Regions from separate parts of the Arachis hypogaea genome. Here region 1 is linked to region 2. The links are chromatin contacts, called in public Hi-C maps. All regions are on one chromosome and are shown on one strand. Each heading gives the region's core, a stretch centred on a gene start, on an enhancer-like site or on the middle of the called end of the contact. The rest is flanking DNA. Distances are from core to core; before and after follow the strand shown.

What was found. A called contact is a pair of places that touch in the nucleus more often than the background predicts.
Region 1: a contact with region 2 is called in a Hi-C map of an unstated tissue, with 4 times the contacts expected there. The contact joins the promoter of LOC112769000 here to the promoter of LOC112773233 in region 2. A contact is called at or near these places in 4 of 8 Hi-C or Micro-C datasets (leaf and an unstated tissue).

Annotation. Positions count from the first base shown.
Region 1 is chr18:9,535,145-9,540,593 of arahy.Tifrunner.gnm2.J5K5, forward strand. It overlaps LOC112769000 (diacylglycerol kinase 5), which reads left to right and starts at 3,872. Exons shown (of 15, transcript XR_011876700.1): 1 at 3,872-4,102; 2 at 4,271-4,529; 3 at 4,811-4,933; 4 at 5,071-5,199.
Region 2 is chr18:9,397,199-9,402,335 of arahy.Tifrunner.gnm2.J5K5, forward strand. LOC112773233 (transcription factor MYB102) reads right to left here and starts at 1,690. Exons shown (of 3, transcript XM_025818302.3): 1 at 1,473-1,690; 2 at 1,267-1,396; 3 at 301-1,188. The coding sequence starts at 1,608. The coding sequence ends at 489.

The DNA.
Region 1 (5,449 bases), core at 2,622-5,121, 140 kb after region 2:
TTAATTATTCTCACTTGGATGTATTCATTCTCAATTAGGTCTCACTTGGATGTGTTCGATTTTAATATTATACTCATTATTTGTGTTTAGATTCAATTATGTTCTTAGAAAAGTGAATTATGTGAATGTTGTAGGAATTAGTTTCAACTTTCGATGGGCTATTTTTCGGAGTGGATCATCGATTCTATCCCAGACATTTGTATTCTAACTTCAAAAAGAGATTTTTAAAACTCAAACTAAAGCGTTCATGATGTGTAATTGATGGCAGAATAACATTGAATCACTTTTACAAACGTTAGGGATACAAATAAAACGATTTAAACGTTAGGACACAAATAGGATTTATTCCAATGGAGGACAAAAACAATACTTTACTCTAGGAAAATAAAATAACAAAACTGGGACTTGGTTTTCCTTTTTCTTTGTTGTAAATGGCCTGAACTGATTTGGTTAATTTTTTGTACGGTACTTGTTGTTTGGTCCAATTTCTGGACAAAACTTGCTTTGTTCCTGTAAATAACAAATTCTTACCTTTTAACCAAAAAATGATATAAAAAATTTTCGGTTTTGACAAGGAAGAGGAAATAAACAAAACTTAAATTGTTGACCCAAACAAAAGAGTAAAAATTAGAAGTTAGGTTTGACCAAAAAGAGGAAACAAAAAAAAACCTTAGATTAGAATGGATTAAATAATTAATTCACTTCTTTATTTAAGTATTAGAAATTTAAATTTTGTTTTATGCATATAATAATCTATTAACTAATAAAATTTTTTTAAAACTTAGATTTACAAAAGATTAATCATTGACATATTAGATTAAAAAATATCGCAAAAATTAAATGATACAAACAGAGGTTAATGAATGGAATTAATCACAACAGCAAAATAATGTCTCGGTACATATACGCAACATGTGTTTAAGTATGAAAAAGTATAGAGTGTGGTCTATTATAAACAAGGAACATAAGAGGGAAATCTAAAATTGGGCTAAAAAATTTTGATATAGAAACAAAATAAGTGATATACTTTAACATAGTAATTTTTTGTGTTTTTTAAAATTATGGGAGTACATAAATCGGACCCTCCAGACCTGAATTGTCCGATTTGTGTTAAAAAATTAAAAAAACTCAGAGTACACAACTTAGACCATGCGAGTTCTTTGGTCATGAAATTTTGCTTCACAAATCGCATGGTCCGAGTTCTGCTTCCTCTGATCTCACAACGAGGTGAAGCACCCCTCCTCTCCATACACAAGTCTAACACTTCCTTTGCTTCCATATTCAAATTAAAAAGCGCCGAAATTGTATGCATGAGTATTATTCATTTGTCCTAGAGAGATTACCGGCAAGTCAAGAACATAGAAGATAAGGAAATGAAGTTTAATAAAGATAGGTCAGGGAAAAGAGAGATTCAGCAAAGAAGAGAATCACAATTTACTCGACACCCTTCTTGATGCCTTCTCACGCCTTTTGATCATTTCTACTAACCAATTCGATTATGTTTCCTTTCTTCCTTGGGTTGCAAAGTCCTCTTTTCATCACCTCATTTGGTACATGTGATGGGACCTCAAGTCCTCAACTATAGCCATATTTTCCTTCTTTGTATCATTATCCCCTCTTAAAAATGGCATTGTTCTCAAGGTAGAACTTAGTAAATTGTTGTTGCATTACTTCATATATATGGTTCTCAAGTTGCCTCCTCCTCGGATAAGCCTTGCTATTTGATAAGGACTTCTTCCTGCCAACAGTCGTGCTTCTTCACCATTTTGCATCCCAAAATAAGTTGTGGTTGTACTTTCATACCCGGCTCATCCAGGAGCAATGACATAGGAATATTAATAGCTCCTGGTTCTCCTTTACACTTCTTCAGTAATGATACATGAAAAACGGGGTGTATCTTTACTCTGGTGGCAGTTGTAGTCGATAAACAACTTTGTTAATCTGTCCCAAAATATCTCGTGCCAAGCTTTTGATTCTTCCATAATGCCACTGATTGTTGACGATAAGGTTGCAGTTTTACAAAAAACATAGTCTTCGACATTGAATTCCACTTTTTGTGTAGTTGAGCTCGTTGGAGGTTTATCTTGAGGGCTGCTAAAATCTTATCTCACTGCTGTAAATGCTTTTGAACTGCTGGAGTATCAGTTTCAGAAGGCTCATAATGAATTAGAGAGAAGGGATCCCTACCAAAAATAGCTTTGAAGGGGCCGGGACATTCCAATTGCCGAATGATAGGACGTATTGTAATTATAAGTTGCCCAAAAAAAGAGATGGTATCTATCGCAGGAGTTCTCTTGAGTATAGCAGCGTAAGTACATTTCTAAACAACGATTGAAGCTCTTAGTCTGTCCATCAGTTTCTAGGTGATACAGAGTTCCGAGCCAATAGGATCTCTTGCTTGCCACAACATTGTTCCTAAAATTCACTGGTAAACACTTTATCTCTGTCCCGAGACAATGGTTTGAGGAATGCCATGTACGCTCACCACGTTTCGAACAAATGCCTTCACAACTTTATGGGCAGTAAAATCCGCCGGCAAGAAAATAAAATGAGTGACCTTCGACAAGGGATCCACCACCACCAGGATAACAGACCCAATAATAAAATCCATTGAAATATCCTGCCAAATATGAGATGGGAAGGGGAGCGGTTCCAGCAATTCCGCTGGTAGCTGAGTACTATATTTTACTCGTTGACAAGTGGTACCAGCGGCAACATAATTCTTAATTGATTTGGCCATACGCTTCCAATAAAATTGTGCTGATATCATTATTAAAATTCTTTGATATCCAGCATGTCCTCCAAGTAAGAAATCGTGATACTCTCGCATAATTGTCTTAACCATAATAAGTCTTGTCGCTATAGGAGATACCTGACTGAATTTGAGCTTTAGTGAACTCATCTGCTGGTATATATGTCTTGAGTTCCTCTCGTAATTGAGGTAGGAACTAGGAAGGAACAATTTATCACTGAGGAAGAGGAATGATCTTGACAAGGCATCCGCTTCCTCGTTCTCGCTCCCTTTCTTATATTTTATATATAGTAAAATCATAGCACAACAACTTCGAAAGCCATAGTTATTATTCTGGTGTTTGTATAATTTAAGCTTGTATCTCCTTAATGCTCTTGTGATCGGTGCGAATCATAAACTTGTAGCACAACAAGTAATGGCAAAACTTAACTGCTGGCATGAGGATTGCTTGCATTTTTGAGACATACCTTAATTGTTTTTTATTCAAGCTAGAGAGTTTCTGAAAAAAAAGTTTATTTTTACAACTCAAATTAATATATTATTATTTTTATTATTAATTTGATAGTATTTAGTGAATATATATAAAATCCACTTTAAAATATTTTATTTTATTTTTTTATAGATATTGAGTTATTTATTTATTGCATATAATACTTTTTATAAGTTATTTAGGATTAGTATAAATAACAAAAAATATATATAATTATTTTATATAAAATAATATATTTATAAATAATTTATTTTAAAAGTATATATTTTAAATATAAATATAGAAAAATAAATACTTTTTTGTGCATCATGCGGATACGTATATGCTATAATATATTACTAAGGAAACTCATAGGAGAATAAATTGTGTAAATTACACTTGATTGGTTTGATCCATTGAATTTAGTTGAGTAAATAATAGATAAAATACCGTAGTTTTGTGCTGTTGTTAAGTAACATCTAAGCTGTTCTTCATTAATTTGATCCATGTGCCTATTAGCAATAAATCATTAAATTAAAACATAATGCAGTATTTCTTGAAATGAAAATTCGCATTTGAAAGTTCTAAGACGCCATGAATGATATCTTCTAGAATAGTAAATAAATATTCTAAGATACAAGTCGAGAATTGAGAAATATCCCAACACAAACACATGGACCCGCGGCGAATGTGACTGCAGTTCGCCATTGGGTCTTTTTGGCCTCCTTTATCTCTGACTCGTCAAACGCGCCGAGTCAACTCGCTTTTCTTTTTATTTGACGCTTATCGTGTTCAGTTGTCACCTTCCTCTCTTGTCTGAATCTTCTGCATCCTTTTCACGCTCTCAGATCTTCACCGTGATCCGCATCACCTTCCACCAGGTAAATTATTCATCTTCGTTTTCATTTCCTTTTCACTGAACATACACAATTCAACTTCATTCGCTATGCTCTCAAATGGAATTCTCTATACTCTCTTTCTGATCAACGTCACCTTGCATTTAAATTTTGACAATTTTGACTTCAAAATTTGTTATCCTTTGTTGTTAGCAAATTACTAAGCTCGAGGAAAGCGCGATACTGTGAGTGGAAGCTGACTATAGCAATGGCTTCTCGCGACTCCGAATTCTTGAAGAACTTTTGGATCCCGAGTTACGTGCTCGTGCCGGAGTCTGCGGCTGAGAGCAGCCAGATCGCCCGTGGCAATGGACCTGAGTGCCCGGTGCTTGTTTTTGCGAACTCCAAAAGCGGTGGCCAGCTAGGAGGGGACCTATTGAAAACGTACCGTGCTCTTCTCAACGAAAAACAGGTGCCTTAGTAGACATTATTTTGATTGCCGTTGCCGGTTACGGTTACTGTTTCTTTGTGATTTATTGAATATTAATATTGGGTAAAATTGCCGAAAAAATATGACTGATCTAGGGGGCTCTATGCTGTAATACAGTGTTGGAAACCTCTACAATAAATCAATAATAATATTGTGGCTGCAATTGCATTTGTGGACAGAAATTTTGATGGCACCTTTTGCAGAAATTTTGAGACTTTGATTTTGTGTGTGTGAGAGACTGAGCAGGGCGTGTGAATTTTCAGGTTTTTGATTTAGGAGAAGAAGCTCCCGAGAAGGTACTGAGCAGAGTCTATGCTAACTTGGAGAGACTCAAGGTTCAAGGTGATCAACTTGCTACAAGGATTATGGAAAGTCTGAGATTAATTGTGAGTTGATATTCTCTTTGATCCTGATCAATTCATCTTTAAACAATCATCAACTCCAAAATTTTTGAGTTTCTGACAATTTGATGTCCTTGATCTTATGAGTTTCTGACGTCAGTGACATTTGATATGCATTTCAGGTTGCTGGGGGTGATGGAACAGCGGGCTGGCTACTTGGAGTTGTTTGTGATCTCAAATTGTCCCATCCGCCACCAATAGCCACGGTTCCTTTGGGCACAGGGAATAACCTACCTTTTGCTTTTGGCTGGGTAAGAAATCACGCTTCATTTTGGGGGGCTTTTATTGAAGTACAAGTAGGGCATTATTATCTCTGACTCTACCATGAATTCATGGTTCAATAGCTACATTTTCACATATAATGGGTTTTAAGGAGCTATCATTTTATGCTGATTAAGTTAACTCTTGAATTATTTTGGTTCCCATGTATATATAAAGAATTGGGGTTTACACAAGGCCCTTCAATTCTGAGTAGAAGTTGGAGAAAGCTTTAGGTGGACT
Region 2 (5,137 bases), core at 440-2,939:
AATATATATTTTATATTATAACATATATTTTATATTAATAATTAATTTTAGTGGCTAATTTTAATATCCACCTAGTATTGTTAATAATTTATAACATTCCCTTATACAAGATTCCGTTACCATCTAATATACCTTTTTTCTCCTTTATTAGGTGAGAAAAGTTTAACTTAGAAATTGACTCATAAAAAGAAAGTGCTTATTATGAAAATTGCAAAGATACAATAATAATAACTATTATTCTATTATATACATAATTAGTAACTAGCTAGGGAAAATCTATGGGGGAAAAAAAACTAGAGATTGCAAAAAAGAGAAGCTGTTTATAAAATAAAGACATTTGTTATCAACACAGGTATTGACAACTGGAAATTGAAGAAAACAAAGAATTAAAATAACAACCAAAGTACAAATTCTGTATGGTCCAAAATCAAATATTACAACAAAAGGAAAAAGAAAATTGCAAACTACTTTAAAGTAGATATATATATTTACAAGAAGTCATTAATATCAAGACTCTCTGGAATCTCTAATTTGAAAAGCTCACTGCAATAGGTGTCCCTCTCTTCCTGTTCTGTGTTGCTGCTATTCACATAAGTTGATGATGAAGTCAAAGGCGTTGTTGTTGGGGTCGACAGAGGCGTCGACATAACCGATTCATACCCCATGTTTTGATCACTACTACCATTGTTTATGTACTGTAACAATTCATTCTCTAACAAATCAACTTGGTTTTGCTGAGACACATTCAAATTCTCCCCAAGATATGAAGAAGGAGTAGTAGCAAATGAATTATTCATCGCGTTACAATTATTATTACTCACCAAGTCAATCACATTGGTGGTTTGATTTGGTATCTGAAACTGATGATTCAGTAGTTGTTGAGAATCGGAATTCGCCCCAGCATTGATCAGTTGTGGTAGATTCTGAGTCTGATGAGATAATAGGGATGCAGTGGCTACAAGCTTCAGCAATTCAGGGTTGACCAACAAGCCTTGCAGATTCAGAATTGATGAGGGGTTCCCTAAAGCTGATCTTAATACAGAGGACATGTCCAGTAGATCGAGTCGCGGCGCATGAGTAACCGGATCAATCCCCATTCTTAGCAGCCTTTTCCTTATGTGTGTGTTCCAGTAGTTCTTTATCTCATTGTCCGTTCTTCCTGGCAATCGCGCAGCTATTGCAGACCACCTAAACGCAGAAACATTATTACTGTCTGATATATTTGACTAAACTGTTTAACATAATACGTGTTGTTCTAAGGCTTACTTGTTCCCCATGAAGCTGTGAAGCTGGATGATGGTTTCTTCTTCTTCAAAGGAGAATCTTCCTCTCTTGATATCAGGTCTTAGGTAATTTGTCCATCTAAGGCGGCAACTCTTGCCACATCTTTGCAGACCTATGATTATGATTTTTTTAATCTACATGAATTAAAAGAAAGTGAAATAAAAGAATATTATAATAAATAAACTTACCGGCATTCTTGGGGAGGGATCTCCAGTTTCCAGGTCCATGTTTCTGGATGTAGTGGACAAGCTTGAGATCTTCCTCTGGTGTCCATGGACCTCTCTTGAGTCCATTATTCTTGTCACAACAAGGTACTCTTCCCATTGTGGTAGCTAACAAGCACAAGAATATTAATTTAGTATTTCAAAAGGGTATGTAGGGTGTGTGGAATAATGAAGATTCTAGTGAAAAGGAACACTTGGCTATGTGTTTTTATAGCACAAGAGGAAAAAGCAGGGGTTTCTTTTATGTTTGAAGTCAACATGATTTGGCGCCGCCCTACTGCCACGTACTCTCTAGTCTCTATACATTCATTTTGCGTTTCTACGTATATGCTATATCCATACGTATATGCATATATTCAGTGGCGAACTAATTTTTCAAAGTCATTAATTTAACTCATCAAACACCCTACTAATGATGACAAAATATATGCACTGGCTAATTAATTCGATCTTATCTTGTAATTTTACCGTATTAATTAGTAATTGGTAAATATATTTTTGTAAGTGTTAAAAAGGGTAGTAAAGACGTACATATATACTAATACCTATAGAATAATTGGAATAAAATCTACCTAAAGTAGTCTTGTTCAGTATATTAGTAATTAATTAATCATTCATATTATATACACACTAAAATCAGTTATCAAAATTAATTATTAATATAAAATATATGTTAAAATATAAATATATATTAAAAAATAAATTAAACTATACATGTATTTATAAATAAATATATTAATAATTAATTTTAATATATAAATAATATTTTTTTAATGAATATATAGTATACATATACGAATGTAAACTTGAACAATCAACATTGGTTGTATATAAAACAAGGAATGAAGACAAGGGATGGAGCTGACTCTTCTTGCATGATGAGAAAGTTTTTGAGTTTGACCTTGGTTTTAGTCTTTTAGATTCATCCTGTGCTGCAATGGACGGTAAGGTTGTTAAGTTCCCTTATCAACATTGGAGAAAATGTGTTTTTCTGTTACATAACTTACTACTTGGTTTTAGTAGGGTTACATTTTTCACCCTTCTGAGCTTTCATTTTGAATTTCTCTACACGCTAATGTCACGTCTTATAAGTTGTAAGGTTCTAACTTATCCTATACATTACCGTTACCTCTTCTTTGATTGCCAAGTTTTTACATTACACCAGTCGGTCACTCAAGATAGGAAACTTCTTAAATAGGTATCATATGCGCATTAAAGTATAAATTTCAATCATAATAGATAAATGTTTATATGATTTAAATCTATGCTATCAAATTATTTTATTAATTGCATAATACCAAGCCTAATAGGTTGTATCATAGTATATCATTCTTGAATAGATTTGAAATTTTACCCTTTTCTTTTTTTTCATAGGCCAAATCATTGACATATAATCTATAAACATATGGGTTTAGATCCTAATGATATCCTAATCGCGATCGGAGCACATTAACTTATTTGGTGTCAAAATAAGAATTATATTTTTAATTTCACTGCGATTTATAAATTTATCATCTCATTTCGTTTTATGCATATTTTATAGCTTATGCGTGTTATTAAAATTAGTTATTAGTATAAAATATATATTAAAATATAAAATATATATTAAAAATAAATTAAATAATATATGTATTTATATATAAATACATAAAAATTAATTTTAATAGCTAAATTTAATATATAAATAATATTTTTATAAAAATAAATATCTTCTATATCAATTATTTAAAAAGTTATTTAAATAATAAATTAGTAATAACTGATGATAGTGTAAAATTGAGTCATATTACATAGCGGACAGTTTTATAGGCAATTTAAAAAATAAAAATATTAACTAACTAAAAATATTTTATATTCCTTTTCTTGTTAAAAAACAAGTACGGGTAAAAATATATTATTAACTACATATTAACAACTTAAAAAAACTTTTGATTACTCTAATAATTTTTTTAAAAAAAACTTTTACATCACTAGCTAATATATTAAAATTAAATTTATAAAAAATATAAAAAGCCCGCGGTGTTTTAGAAATGATTAAAACTTTTTTTTTCCAAACAAATCATTGGGCTGATAACTAAATGATGTGTCACTTCTTATACAAATGTCGAGGAATGTGTGGCCAATATTTCTTGGAAGAGAGCTTGTTACCAAAATGGATCATCTCCAATTTTTTTAACATGTGAGAAAATGGAGTGTAATTTCTCATTATTAACTTTATAAGTAGGGCCAGAATTAAATATGAGAGAAAGTATTAAAGAGTGAGAGATCACAATTGACACCATCTAATTTTTTTTTACTGGAGAGGATCCACTCCCGCTTGTTAGAGAGCAAATATATTATATATGAGACAGGTGTCTTTCTGATTCCAAAGAGTGAAGTCAACGCTTCTATAAACTGTTGACATCTGTGTTCTGCGGTTTGCAACAAGCAAGGTGAAGATTATTGATCCATGATGAGTTTATGCTTCGTGACCACACATTCAAAAAAGCCATTTGAAAATCAGGTGCAAAAATCCATCAACCTTTCATCTAACTTAATGTGGGATTTGCAAGTCAAATGCTATGTGTTAGTTTCATTATTTTCTTCTCACTTTTTTCTTTTTCTTTATTTTTCTTCCTAAAAAAGATGACATTATTATATTAACAGTCGGAGATCTCATACGATCTATTAATTGCTTGCTCGTTGTGAAGTCCTTTTGATGTGCTTCATTACTGGAGAAATGGTGGCTTCTTTTTGGCCTTGCTTGCACAGAATAATAATCTATATAGAACAGCCATTATTATTGATTATCTGTTCTCATGTTGAAGAATGCATAATAGCGTCAAGTATAAACGAAAAAATATAAAATTTTTAAGTTAATAAGATCGTCCATAAGTCATAGGTGATAATTGGTACCTGTACATAATATTATATGCTCCGTTTAAGTAACTTGAAATTCTAAATGCAAATTTGTTTTAATAATAGTGAGTCTTCTATTATTGCATTGCTTATACTATATTTTAAACAGAAAGGGCTTTTTTCCCCTTTAACTAATCACCTTTTCTCCTTAAAAATAATCCTAAATTCAGGCTTTGCAAAGGCTTTAACTTGAGCCATACATATTATTATTAGTTGCAATTATTAGTGAAATAATTATTTATCACACATAGTCTTTTGACTTTGCATGAATTTTTATATAATTTTTTGTTTATGTTTTATGCTGAATTTTTTTTAGAATTCAATAAAGATCGAATTTTAGATTTTTTGATTATAAAAACTGTGATATCGTGTTATAAAATCACTTGTTCCAAAATTTAAAAAATATACATAAATAATTATATATTTATATATATCTAACAGATTTTTTTATTAGTTTAAAATTTTTGGATATGTAATTTCATAACATTGTAAGCTTCTATGATTTAATAAAATTTAATATTGATTGTTCCAAAAAAATTTCAACATAATTACATAAAGCAAATTAGAAAAAAATATTTATGCACAAGATTTAAACCCAAAGAAGTTCTTATTAGGTGAGTTCATTTGTCTTTCTTGTTATAAACTTAATTACAGGATTAGTTTGAGAGAGAATCTATGTATGTCCAAAAAAGAGCTGAAATAACCACACATAGCTTATAAAATAGAGTAGT